Regions from separate parts of the Mus musculus genome. Here all the other regions are linked to region 3. The links are chromatin contacts, called in public Hi-C and HiChIP or PLAC-seq maps. All regions are on one chromosome and are shown on one strand. Each heading gives the region's core, a stretch centred on a gene start, on an enhancer-like site or on the middle of the called end of the contact. The rest is flanking DNA. Distances are from core to core; before and after follow the strand shown.

What was found. Hi-C and Micro-C count contacts between places; a contact is called where the count stands out from the background. HiChIP or PLAC-seq counts read pairs in DNA pulled down with a chosen protein or histone mark.
Region 1: an HNF4G HiChIP or PLAC-seq map of pancreatic cancer cells shows a contact between it and region 3. The contact joins two enhancer-like sites. A contact is called at or near these places in 2 of 115 datasets of contacts at active chromatin or transcription factors (pancreatic cancer cells and stem cell-derived neural progenitor cells) and 1 of 9 other capture datasets (embryonic stem cells).
Region 2: a Hi-C map of liver shows a contact between it and region 3, with 4 times the contacts expected there. The contact joins the promoter of Pcyox1 here to the enhancer-like site in region 3. A contact is called at or near these places in 2 of 39 promoter capture datasets (embryonic stem cells and liver), 3 of 484 Hi-C or Micro-C datasets (the AML12 cell line, liver and nephron progenitors), 3 of 115 datasets of contacts at active chromatin or transcription factors (embryonic stem cells, pancreatic cancer cells and stem cell-derived neural progenitor cells) and 3 of 9 other capture datasets (adipose tissue, liver and pancreatic islet).

Annotation. Positions count from the first base shown.
Region 1 is chr6:86,317,300-86,320,954 of GRCm38.p6, reverse strand. No RefSeq gene overlaps it. Among named protein-coding and RNA genes, the nearest start is that of Fam136a, 47 kb to the left of the region's middle. Within about 2 kb of position 1,879, at least 88 of the 459 cell types and tissues checked have an H3K27ac peak or open chromatin away from gene starts, as enhancers often do. A contact at or near this core is called in pancreatic cancer cells, where this site is marked.
Region 2 is chr6:86,395,122-86,398,835 of GRCm38.p6, reverse strand. Pcyox1 (prenylcysteine oxidase 1) reads left to right here and starts at 1,686. Exons shown (of 6, transcript NM_025823.4): 1 at 1,686-1,863; 2 at 2,716-2,922. The coding sequence starts at 1,752.
Region 3 is chr6:86,175,240-86,178,658 of GRCm38.p6, reverse strand. No RefSeq gene overlaps it. Among named protein-coding and RNA genes, the nearest start is that of Tgfa, 18 kb to the left of the region's middle. Within about 2 kb of position 1,713, at least 11 of the 459 cell types and tissues checked have an H3K27ac peak or open chromatin away from gene starts, as enhancers often do. A contact at or near this core is called in liver and pancreatic cancer cells, where this site is marked.

The DNA.
Region 1 (3,655 bases), core at 630-3,129, 140 kb before region 3:
AGAACTTTCGGTATGAGGGTCTCCTCACAGTTGGCTGAGCCCCATTATGTGGTTGTAGTAGCCTGGGCCAACAGCATGACTCTGGTGAATACTCCATGTACTGCTCACCATGAACTCCACCAATTCTGCCTGATTTGTAGAAGGTTCCTATTATAATTTACAGTGATCTTGCAAAGGGATATTGTCCTGGGGGGGGTGCTGGGGACATGTCTCAGTTGGTGGAATGCTTGACTTGCAAGCCTGAGGACCCAAGTTTGAGCCCAGAATCCATGGAAAAAAAGAAAAGGAAGAAAGCTAAGCATGGTGGCACATGTCTGTAGCCCCAGCAAGAAGGAGCAGAGACAGGTGGATCTTTGGGGCTTGCCAGCTACTTGGAAAACTCCAGGCTAGGGAGAGACCCTGCCTCAAAAAAAAAAAGCATGGATGGATGGACTGTATTAGTCAGTGTTCTTTAGAGGGAAAGAACTGATAGAATGAACACACACACACACACACACACACACACACACACGCACACATACACACATACACACACACACACACACACACACACACACACACGCATGCGCACACACGCACGCACACAGGAGATTTATTAGAACAGCTTACAAGCTGTGGTCCAGCTAGTCAAACAATGACTATCTACCAATGGAAGACAGTGTACCAAGACTCCAGTAGTTGTTCAGTACATGAGGCTGTATGTTTTGACTGGTCTTCAGTGTACACCGGAATCCCCTAAGGGTAGGCTCTAATGCCAGTAAAGGAATGGACTTGCCAGCAAGAGCAGCAGCAAGCCTGCAAAGAGAGCAAGCTTCCTCTTCCCGTGTCCTTCATATAGACTGCCAGCAAACCATATGGCCCAGATTAATGGTGGATCTTCCCACCTCAAAAGGTCTGGATTAAAGGTGGGTCTTCCCACATCCAATGATTCGATTAAGAAAACAACCTCCAGGCGGGAGAGGTGGCTCAGCCATTAAGAGCACAGCTGCTCTTCCGATGGTGGCTCACATCCATTTGTAACGAGATCTGACACTCTCTTCTGGAGTGTCTGAAGACAGCTACAGTGTACCTACATCTAATAAATTAAAAAAAAAAAAAAAGAAAGAAAAAAGAAAAAGAAAAAGAAAAAGAAAAAGAAGGAGAAAAAGAAAAAGAAAACAACTTCCTCAGAGGTGTGCCTAGCTGTTTGGGTTTTAGCAAATTCTAGATGCAATCATGTTGACAACCAAGAATAGCCACCACATGGCTCTTGAGGAATGACACTTGAGGTTGACTCCTGGCCTCCAAAGATATGCACACACATGTACATACCTACCCACACACATGTGCACATCCACACAAGGGGTATTGTCCTGTTCCCTCACCAAGTTTTACCACAATGTTCACTTTTTAAAATTCTTTTCTTTTGACAGGGTTCCACTCTGTAGCACGCTGGCTTCAAACTTGTGATCTTTCCTGGCTCGTCCCCCTTAGAGCTGGCATGTGCCATCATACCTGTATTTCTTTGCCTTCTTTGCTTGAGCTTGGGAACAGCTGGACTTGGAGGTGGGAGACTGAGGCATTGTGGCTGTTGCTGTGACCTGGGGAGTCGTGCAGCTCCCAGGCCCTTGGGTTCCTGGGACACAGCAGGAGGTGAATGCATATGCTTTGCGCTCCGTCCTTGCTTTGGATTAATAAGCAGCAACCCTTTGGGGCCAGGCCCCTGACCTAGTGAGGCTCCGCCAGGCATTAGCCTAGTTGTGAGTTGGTGTTGTCTTCATCCAAATATCTGGGAGGCCACCCTCTTCTTCCTCTCTGAGCATTCAGACAGAGCTCTCCAGTGCAGTATCTGCATAGCTGCTGTATCAGGCACTGGCCTGTGTGTGATTCATCATACATTCTGGGCCTGCCTACTGTGACTCACCTGACATTGGAATCCACCATCCGTTTCCCCAGTCGGTGCCTGGTGACGTCATGCTTGGCTGTGGTCTCTCTTTAATTCCCTTCAGCTCAGTACAGCTCCAAACACCTGAACAGTTCCTAAGAGTTCAGAACCACAGGGCACTTACTGTCACAAACAAAATATATACACAGCCCAGTTCTGGGCTCCAGGGAGCTCACAGTTTCCTCAGAAACACAAAACAAGATCTCTGCACAAAACAGGCAAACGTTCGCAAGATATGAATCATGGTTCCTGGTGGGTGGAACATACGTTCCCAGGGCAAAAGGACGATGACTTCTTCTAAGGTTAGTCTTCACTGTGGCCTGGCTGGATTTAGAATCACCTAGGAGATATGGCTCTGAGCGGGTGTGTCTATGAGGACATTTCTAAAGAGGTGTGACTGAGGAGGAAGATGTCCTGTCAGTGTGGGTGGCACCATCCCACGGTCTGGGGTCTTAGACGGAATAAAAAGGAGTTGGAGAGATGGCACAACAGTTAAAGCACTTCCCATACAAGTGGGGCCCCATGTTCAGATCCCCAGAGACCCAGAAGGCAGAGATAGGACATTATTCCCCAGAGCAGGCCAGCTGGCGGGACAAGCCATATCAGTGAGCTCTGGGTTTGATTGAGAGACCTTGCCTCAGTGAACAAGGTGGGAGAGTTATGGAGGACGATTCCTTACATTGAGCCTTCAAATGCACACATGCTTACAGACACACAAACTCAAGCACACACGTGTGCCCCCACACACATACCAGAAATGCATATACACAAGCACACCACACACAGATATGCACAAAAAGGAATAAAAAAAGAGTGGTGGCGCACGCCTTTAATCCCAGCACTTTGGAGGCAGAGGCAGAGGCAGGCAGATTTTTGAGTACGAGGCCAGCCTGGTCTACAGAGTGAGTTCCAGGACAGCCAGGGCTACACAGAGAAACCCTGTCTCGGGAAAAAAAACAAAACAAAAAAAACATAAGCAGCGTACCTGCATCCTCCTTGTTGTTCCCTGACCCGCTGAGATGGAAGCAAGCAGTCTTTTCTTTTCTCCTTTCTTTTTAGATTTTATTTATTTACTATATGTAAGTACACTATAGCCGTCTTCAGGCACCCCAGAAGAAGGTATCAGGTTTCATTATGGATAGTTGTGAACCACCATGTGGTCACTGGGATTTGAACTCAGGACCTTCGGAAGAGCAGTCAGTGCTCTTAGCCACTGAGCCATCTCTCCAGCCCCAGAAGCAAGCAGTTTTTCACTCACACTGGTGTGGGTCTTGCTGCCATGCCTCCTCTACCATGATGGACTGTATCCCTCGCACCACGAGCCAGAAGACATCTTTCCTCCTTGGTTTGCTAGCTATTTGGTCACCGTGACAGGGAAGAAATCAGTTAAGCTGTAAGGCTTGAGCCCCATGAAAGCAGCATGGCTGACAGTATGTTTTTATAGATAATTAAGAGAATTCTTTGAATCCATGGGGAAGGGGGGGCACTCTGGGAAGGGAGGAAGCTCTTACACAGGGTAAGAATCAGTGGAGACAGGATCAGAGGTGGAAATTGGACTTGAGCAAATGGTCTGTTTAATTTGGATGGTGTGATGTAGTTTCTAAATAAGCCTCCCTCCCCTCTCTCTAACCCATGCTGCCTTTGGTTTCCAGACTCAGATGCCATGACTGGACCCAGCTGCAGTTACAAGGCTTCTCCTTGCCGACTAACAGCCCCCTGCTGCCCCCACCC
Region 2 (3,714 bases), core at 437-2,936, 220 kb before region 3:
TTTAATCTCGGCACTCAGGAGACAAGAGGCAGGCAGATCTCTTTGAGTTAAAGCCCAGCCGAGGCTACATAGTGAGCTCTGTCTCAGTAAATAAGAGAAAAACAGACAGAAAATTGAGAGCTTCTCCAAGGAATGAACAGCTCTCCAGAAGCTGGCTTAGGATACAAGTCGCCTTCAAAGGATAGTCAGTTTTTAGAGACATGACAAGGCATAAGGTGGCAAAGAAGAGTTTGAGTTCTTAGGGCTGGAAACCAAGAGAAGGCAAATAATATATGGCAGGAGAAAGGCTCCGGGGTCAGGCTTGTTATGTGAATTTCTTACTGGTGAAAGTTTGTGAAATCCCAGCACACAAGAGGTAGAAAGGGTTACTTGAGATTCTGTTTGAAAAAACAAAGATCTGTGGAAAAACCAAAACTACAAGATATTGACAGGTCTCAGCTGACTAGAAGTGAGAACACCTTGTTCTATAACATAGCACAGCTCTTCCTACATCTGGAGGAGAAGCCTGGCTCTTTAGACTGCCCAGGGCAGAGGAAGGCAGAAGCTGGAAACAAAGAGCTGACTGGTTTTGAAGTTATGCTCTTTGGGAAGGTTGAAGCATAGGGGACATCGTTCTCGGATCTGCTAACAGAGGCATGTCACCAGCTCCCTTTCCTATGAAGGTCAACCAGAAAATTTAGTTTCACCTCTGGTAGCACGCAGCTTCCGATGGGGATTCCCCATTGAGTTGGCATGCTGTCCATCCATCCAGCCCAGTAGCTCAGGCCAAACTAATGGCTTCCTAGGAATTTTACTTAAGATGTCTAAAATTGCCTTTGGTGATAAACCCACATCCCTCAGGTAGAGAAGGGAGGATCCCTTTGTCCTTGTGTGTATGTTTATTTTTATTTATGTGTTTGTGTGTGTTCTGGTGCCCTGGAAGGTCAGAGGAGGGTGACAGTTCCCCTGGCACTGCTGGCACAGGCAGTTGTAAGCCTCAGAAACAGAACTCAGTAGCACTCTTAGCCACTGAGTCATTTCTCCAGTGCTTAAAATTTTGTTATGCTTACAAGTGTGCCAGAGGAAGGTCCGGTGGAATAAATAGCAGGAAGTGCTCTTAACTACTGAGCCATGTCTCCAGCACCCCCACTCTCCCATACACACTCAGTGTTTTGTTTTTAGGCAATTGGAGGAAAGTAGACAGCATTTCTTGTTTTTGTGTCTTCTCTAGTGTCTTCAACTTGGAAACAGACCGTATGTGAGAGGCCACTTTGGTGTTCTAATTTTATTCGTATGGACGTGGGTCCCGTGTTTTGCTCCTCTTACTTCACAATACCCCATCTCTCTTCCTTTTCTTATCACGCAGCTGAGTCCCTGGAACAAAGTGCTCACTTTAGAAATGTTTGCGGCCGGTTTGCCTGGTTTAGACTGAGATTGGCCACGTGCATTCTCTACAAGCTCGCGATTTTGGGGACTGTAGAGGGCACTTGTGAAGAAGGATGCATCTTCAGGAGAGGCGGGAAAGGAGAGCTGAGGTGGCCCTCAACCTGCGCCTTGGATGTGGGCTTCTGGGACCAGAGTGTACTTCGGGGGCACAGAGGACCAGGATTAGATAACACAAAATCGGCGAGCCTGGGGAGCAAAGGACCTGGGTGGGACGAGTGGGCGTGGTCGTGTGCTCTGGGGCGTGGTCTGGGCGGGGCGAAAGCGCGCAGACGCATAGAGCAGGGTCTGCTGGCGGACCCGCGGTCAGTCTGCAGCTGCGGGAGGCCATGGGGCGCTTCGCCGCTGCATTGGTGGGCTCACTGTTCTGGCTGGGGCTGCTGCTATGTGGTCTGGGCAGTCTGGCGAGCGCCGAGCCCCGGGCCCCGCCGAACAGGATCGGTAGGTGCGGGGGATACAGAGGCGCGGCGATGCCTAGGTCGGTCTTCCCAGGGCTGGGTGGAGATCGGGGTCCGGAGACCGGGCCGTGCGCTCCGAGTCTGGAGGAGTGCCACTGGAGGCGTGTGCTAGCCAGGGACTCGGTATCCGTGCAGCTCCAGCCTGGGAGGCCCTCGGCTCTAGCAGCTGAACGCCCTCAAGAGCCCGCCTCTAGCTGTCCCTGGAGCTAAGTCTGTTTGTCCGGCCGATTGGGGCACGCAGACTCTGCACTGGGACCAGTCTCTCTTCCCCTACCTCCAGATCCCCTCCCCCGAGAAGGACTGGGACCGCCTCCCCGCACCTGCGCTCTGCTTACTGCAACTGCTGCAGCTAGCTGGAGAACCCGGTCTCTTCGTGGCTTTGGTTGCCTCGGGTTTTCATTCCTGGGTGTCTATTCCCATCTGAAGCTGTGTCTTTCGGGATCGTTAATGGTGTTGGGGCCATAGAGAGACAAAGAACAAAGCTGGGCGAAGATGGCGTCTGCTTTATTTAAAATGCGTGCTGGAGGGGCCCATTCATACTTCCCCAGGAATTGGGCACAGCAGGGTCCCTGGGTCCGGTGGTGCCTCCACAAAGACCTGGGAGAACCTTTGGGCATCTTTTGACCAACTGTCAGTTTGTAACTTCATCTATAGCACCTGTCTAGGTTCAGGGAGTCTGTCTTTAAAGAGAACCCCTTCCCTCAGGTTTCCCCAAGCTGTTAGTTTTAGTCTTGAGTAATGGCTATTATTGGTTAATGGCTTTTCAAAAACAAAAGCAACACTGATAGGAGGGGAAACAAACGGTTCCTCTTTTCCTTTCCCCCCCTCCGTATAGCAATAGTCGGTGCTGGAATCGGTGGTACTTCCTCCGCCTATTATCTAAGGAAGAAATTTGGGAAGGACGTGAAGATTGACGTGTTTGAGAGAGAAGAGGTCGGGGGCCGTTTGGCCACTTTGAAGGTGCAAGGTCATGACTACGAGGCAGGGGGTTCAGTCATTCACCCCCTAAATTTGCACATGAAGCGATTTGTCAAAGAGCTGGGTATGTGATTTCATAGCACTAAGCAACACTATGTGTGACTGGCCGTATGTGTTTTCCTAACACAGAGAACTGATGTTTCTGCCTTGTCTTCTACAGAGAAGTTGGTGAAACTGTTTCTCTTGCTGTGGGGTTTAGCAGTTGGTCCCAGCTTAGCATCGAGCCACTCTCCTGTAATGAGACTCTAAGCTATCTGTGTGGCATCAGCTCTCTGGAATTACAGCCATGGGGTTGAGTGAGGGTGGCTGTTGCTGTTAATTCTTTAAAAAAAAAATTAAAAAAAATTTTTTTAAAAGTTATATTTTAGCTATTTATTTTGTATAACTGTGGGGTGGGGGTGTTGGTCTGAGTGCCACAGGGTGTGTATGGAGGTCAGAGGACAATTGATCCAGTCAGTTCTTTTTCTTCTACTGTGTGGGTCTCAGGAATTGAACCCAGGTGCAGTCCATTTGGGGCTGAGCCATGTTGCAGCCCCCTGTTGTCAGTTCTTAAACTTCAGGCTTTGGGTTGAGAAATCAGAGTGCTTTGAGCTAGCAGAGTGTTTTTAGCTCATTCTGCTGCTGAGAAAATGAGATCCATGGGCTTCCAACACTTGGCTTGAAGTCGTTCAGACAGGGTTCAGACATGTACTCACGGGGACACATGACTGACACGTTGTCGGCAGAGGAGCGGGCCATGTTCGGGGAAGGCTGGCAGGCCTGTGCAAGCCTTCTCTTAGGGAATATTGTGTAACTCTGGCCGTTTCCCATTTACCTGAGTTTCCCAGTTTTGCAAAGTTGAGGCTTGCGTAGGATG
Region 3 (3,419 bases), core at 464-2,963:
ATAAGTAATGAAACTAGAGAAGATATCCACAGAACAATCCTGCCAGAGGATTTGGACACAGGAACACCAGAAATACAGCTAACAACCTAATCAATACGTCCCAGAACTCTTTATAGACAAGTAAAGATTGGGGAAGTCGTTTCTACTGACCACAAATGGCATCTGTGCCATCTGTAAAGTCAACCATTGCCAGCCAGACATCCTTGTCTTATAAATGGGACATTTATTGGCAACAAAAAGCAAAGCCTGCTCACCTCCACAGAATATGGACAGAGGTGTCAAACAGTGGGACAGAGGACACTGAACAGAAGGACAGAGGAGAGTGCAAACCAAAGCACAGGTTTCCATTTACCTCGCCTCAAGAGCAGCTGATCTGAGGACAGGAGTCACAATGGTGGTTACTCGAGGTAGGGGCCTGTGTATTAAGAACACTGGCAGCTCTCTGCCTCAGTGGACATTGGTTCCCTAGAAAACCACGCTTGTCACAGCCATGAAGTTGCACATTGAGGATGAGTGTCTCTTGGCCCACCAGTGTTCATGTCTTCTACCCCAAGTGGACAGGCAAGGAGAATATACAGGGACAGTGAGCACTGTGGCCAGGCTGTCTTGAGAAAAACTGGGCCATACCTGTCCCCTATTTTTAAGGAAAAGTGACAAGAAGGATGTCAGGATGTTTTTAGTGGAAACAAAATGTAAAGCGAGTTACCTTGAGTTGAGTTAAAAAAAATAGATGCTGAATAAAGTTGAATCTTATGGAAAAAAAAAAAGAAGAAGAAATAGAAAGGAACTTTGATTCAGGAAAGAGGCAATTTATTATTATCAATGGTGAGAGAGGTTATTGATTGACACAGAGAGGACACTGGCCAATGTCACCAGAGCCAGATCAAAGGGTTAGAGATAACCAGAGATGTATCAGAAGAAAGTGTTTGAGTTCCACAGGGTAATAGGAGACTCATCTGCCTCTTGCTCTGAATTCATGAACAGAGAGAACCCTTCTCAGGGCAGAGCTGGCTGAGTGTTCAAGGCACTCCTACTCATTCTCAGGAGGGGCAGAGCTGTGGGCGAGAGCCAGGACACATCTGCCAGTGTCCCCTGTCTCTTAGGCACCAATCTTCAGTGTTGATGTCACTTGTGTGGTGAGTGCGCATATGCACGTGCACATGTGTGTGTGTCTACACATGTGTGTGCGTGCACATGTGTGTGTGCGCTGTGCAAGTGCCACAGCACTTCTGTGGAGATCAGAGGACAACCGTGGGCTCCGGGGTTCAAACTCAGGTTGTCGGGTTCTACAGCAAGCATCTCTACTTGCTGAGCCATCTCTATGCTCCTAGTTCTCAATATTGAATTCACACGCAGTCTCCAGGCTATTGTAGTTAAAAAGTCCTTATAACCTCCCAGTCAAGCTGGATATTGACATCCAAGGTGAACTTAGAAGCCACAGTAGGTTCCATCTGTCCCGGTCCAGGGATGCCTGTGTAGCACAGCCTTTCCCAAGTCCCACTATAAACCAGGACTATCACATTTAGAGCCTTGCTTAGGGAAGGCAAGATAGAGGGAATACTCGTGGACAAGATAGGGAGACTGGAGGCTCAGCTATGCTGCAGAACTGCCGCGGTTACCCAGCAAAGGTGAACATGAGGTTTTATGAGACTGCATGACAGCCTCTGCTTACATAGCCTGTGTGCAGTGAACATTTGCCACAGAAGCCTTAACAGGCGGAAGCACTAAACTGTCAGCAGAGGGAAGGTGGGGAGTTAAAGCATATTCATGGAGTCAGCAAACCACTGTGAAAACAAACGATTAAAGCCACACACAGAAATGTGTGTGGATATTAAAAGCCAAATGGAGAGCCAAGGAGGTAAGTCCTATAAGTCTCGGCACATATGGGATTTGCATAGATTGAGTCTGAGTCCATTCCTGAAACATGAGAAGGTTGGGTGAGGCCAAATAAGCTGCATCTCTTCCCACTTAACAGCTGAACCCATTCTTCAAATCGGAAGTAAAAAGCTGAATGTGGCATTTTCAACTATACCTGGATAAACGATGACACTACCACAGAGACACAGATGTGTCAGAGCAAGGAAATACATAAACCAAGCAACAACAACAACAACAAGTTCTAAAAGGAAGGAAAACTCACATACCCTAACTGCAACATAACTGAAGTCTGCCAGGACATTCCTCTGTTACTGTTTAAACTGTCTTCAAACAAGAACAATTGGAATATTGCCCTGTACTTCTCAAAGCTGGCAGAACCCTGAAAGCAAACAAGTCATGATGTACAAGAAACAACCAAACAAAGGCCGAAGGCATTGCAGCCAGCGTAATCCTACGATCCCAGCATTCCAGAGGATCAGAAATTCACGTTTATCTTCTGCTAAAGTTCAAGAACAGCCCAAGCTGTGTGAAACTTTATCACAAAAAAAGCAAATAAACATACAAACAAATAGGATCTCAAATTGTTCTATCCTTGATTATAGACATTTTTAAATTATATTAGGTCAAAGCAAAGAAGAATAATACTCTCAGATAGCAAAAGTAATTCCCCAGAAGTCCAATATATGTGGGGTGGACCGATAGTAAGTGGCAAAGAAGGCTTTGCTGTTTAGAAAACCAAAGTATAGCATCAGCACTGGGATGTTCACAACATCCTGTAACTCCAGTTTCAAAAAACCCAGTGCATTTGTTTAGCCTCTATGGGCACCTGAGTGCTTGTGTACAGACACATACAAACACACATATGCACACACTTATACATTTTTTTAAAAAGTGAAAAAACCCAAAGTAGATATATGCTTTTGATTAATCTCATAAATGGGAGTCAGGGCTTCTTTATTTGTATAATGGACTATATATATATAAACAAATCAACTGCTAATATTGATTTGACAATCAACTGTTAATATAATTTTTAATGGACTAGAACACCACAGCTCATTCCTTTTACTTCCTGAATATTTTAATTGAAATAGTATTTAGAAAAATAGGTGCCTGGGTTGGAAAGGCAGAGAAAAAAAATTATCAATTTAAAGTGTATAGTCAGCTGGGCCTGGCTGTATACCTCTTCTTTAATCCTAGTACTAGGGAGGCAGAGGCAGGCAGACCTCTGTGAGTTTGAGGACAGTCTTGTTTACATAGTGAGTTCTAGGCCAGACAGGACTATATAATGAGGGTCTGCATAAAATGAAAAAAAAAATGTAATCCAATTTTCTACCTAGACAAGTTTCAGCTGAGTGACAGTGAATGGCTCCTGTATAGACTTTAAAACCCTGATAACAGAATAAAAATCCACTGTCTTAAAAAAAGTTCCTTTAAAAATTTTATTTCCTTGATATTTTAATTCTTTTTGAGGCAGGGTCTCATGTTGCTGAACCTAGCCTGGTTTTGAATCCATAATCCTCTTGCCTCCACTTCTCTTA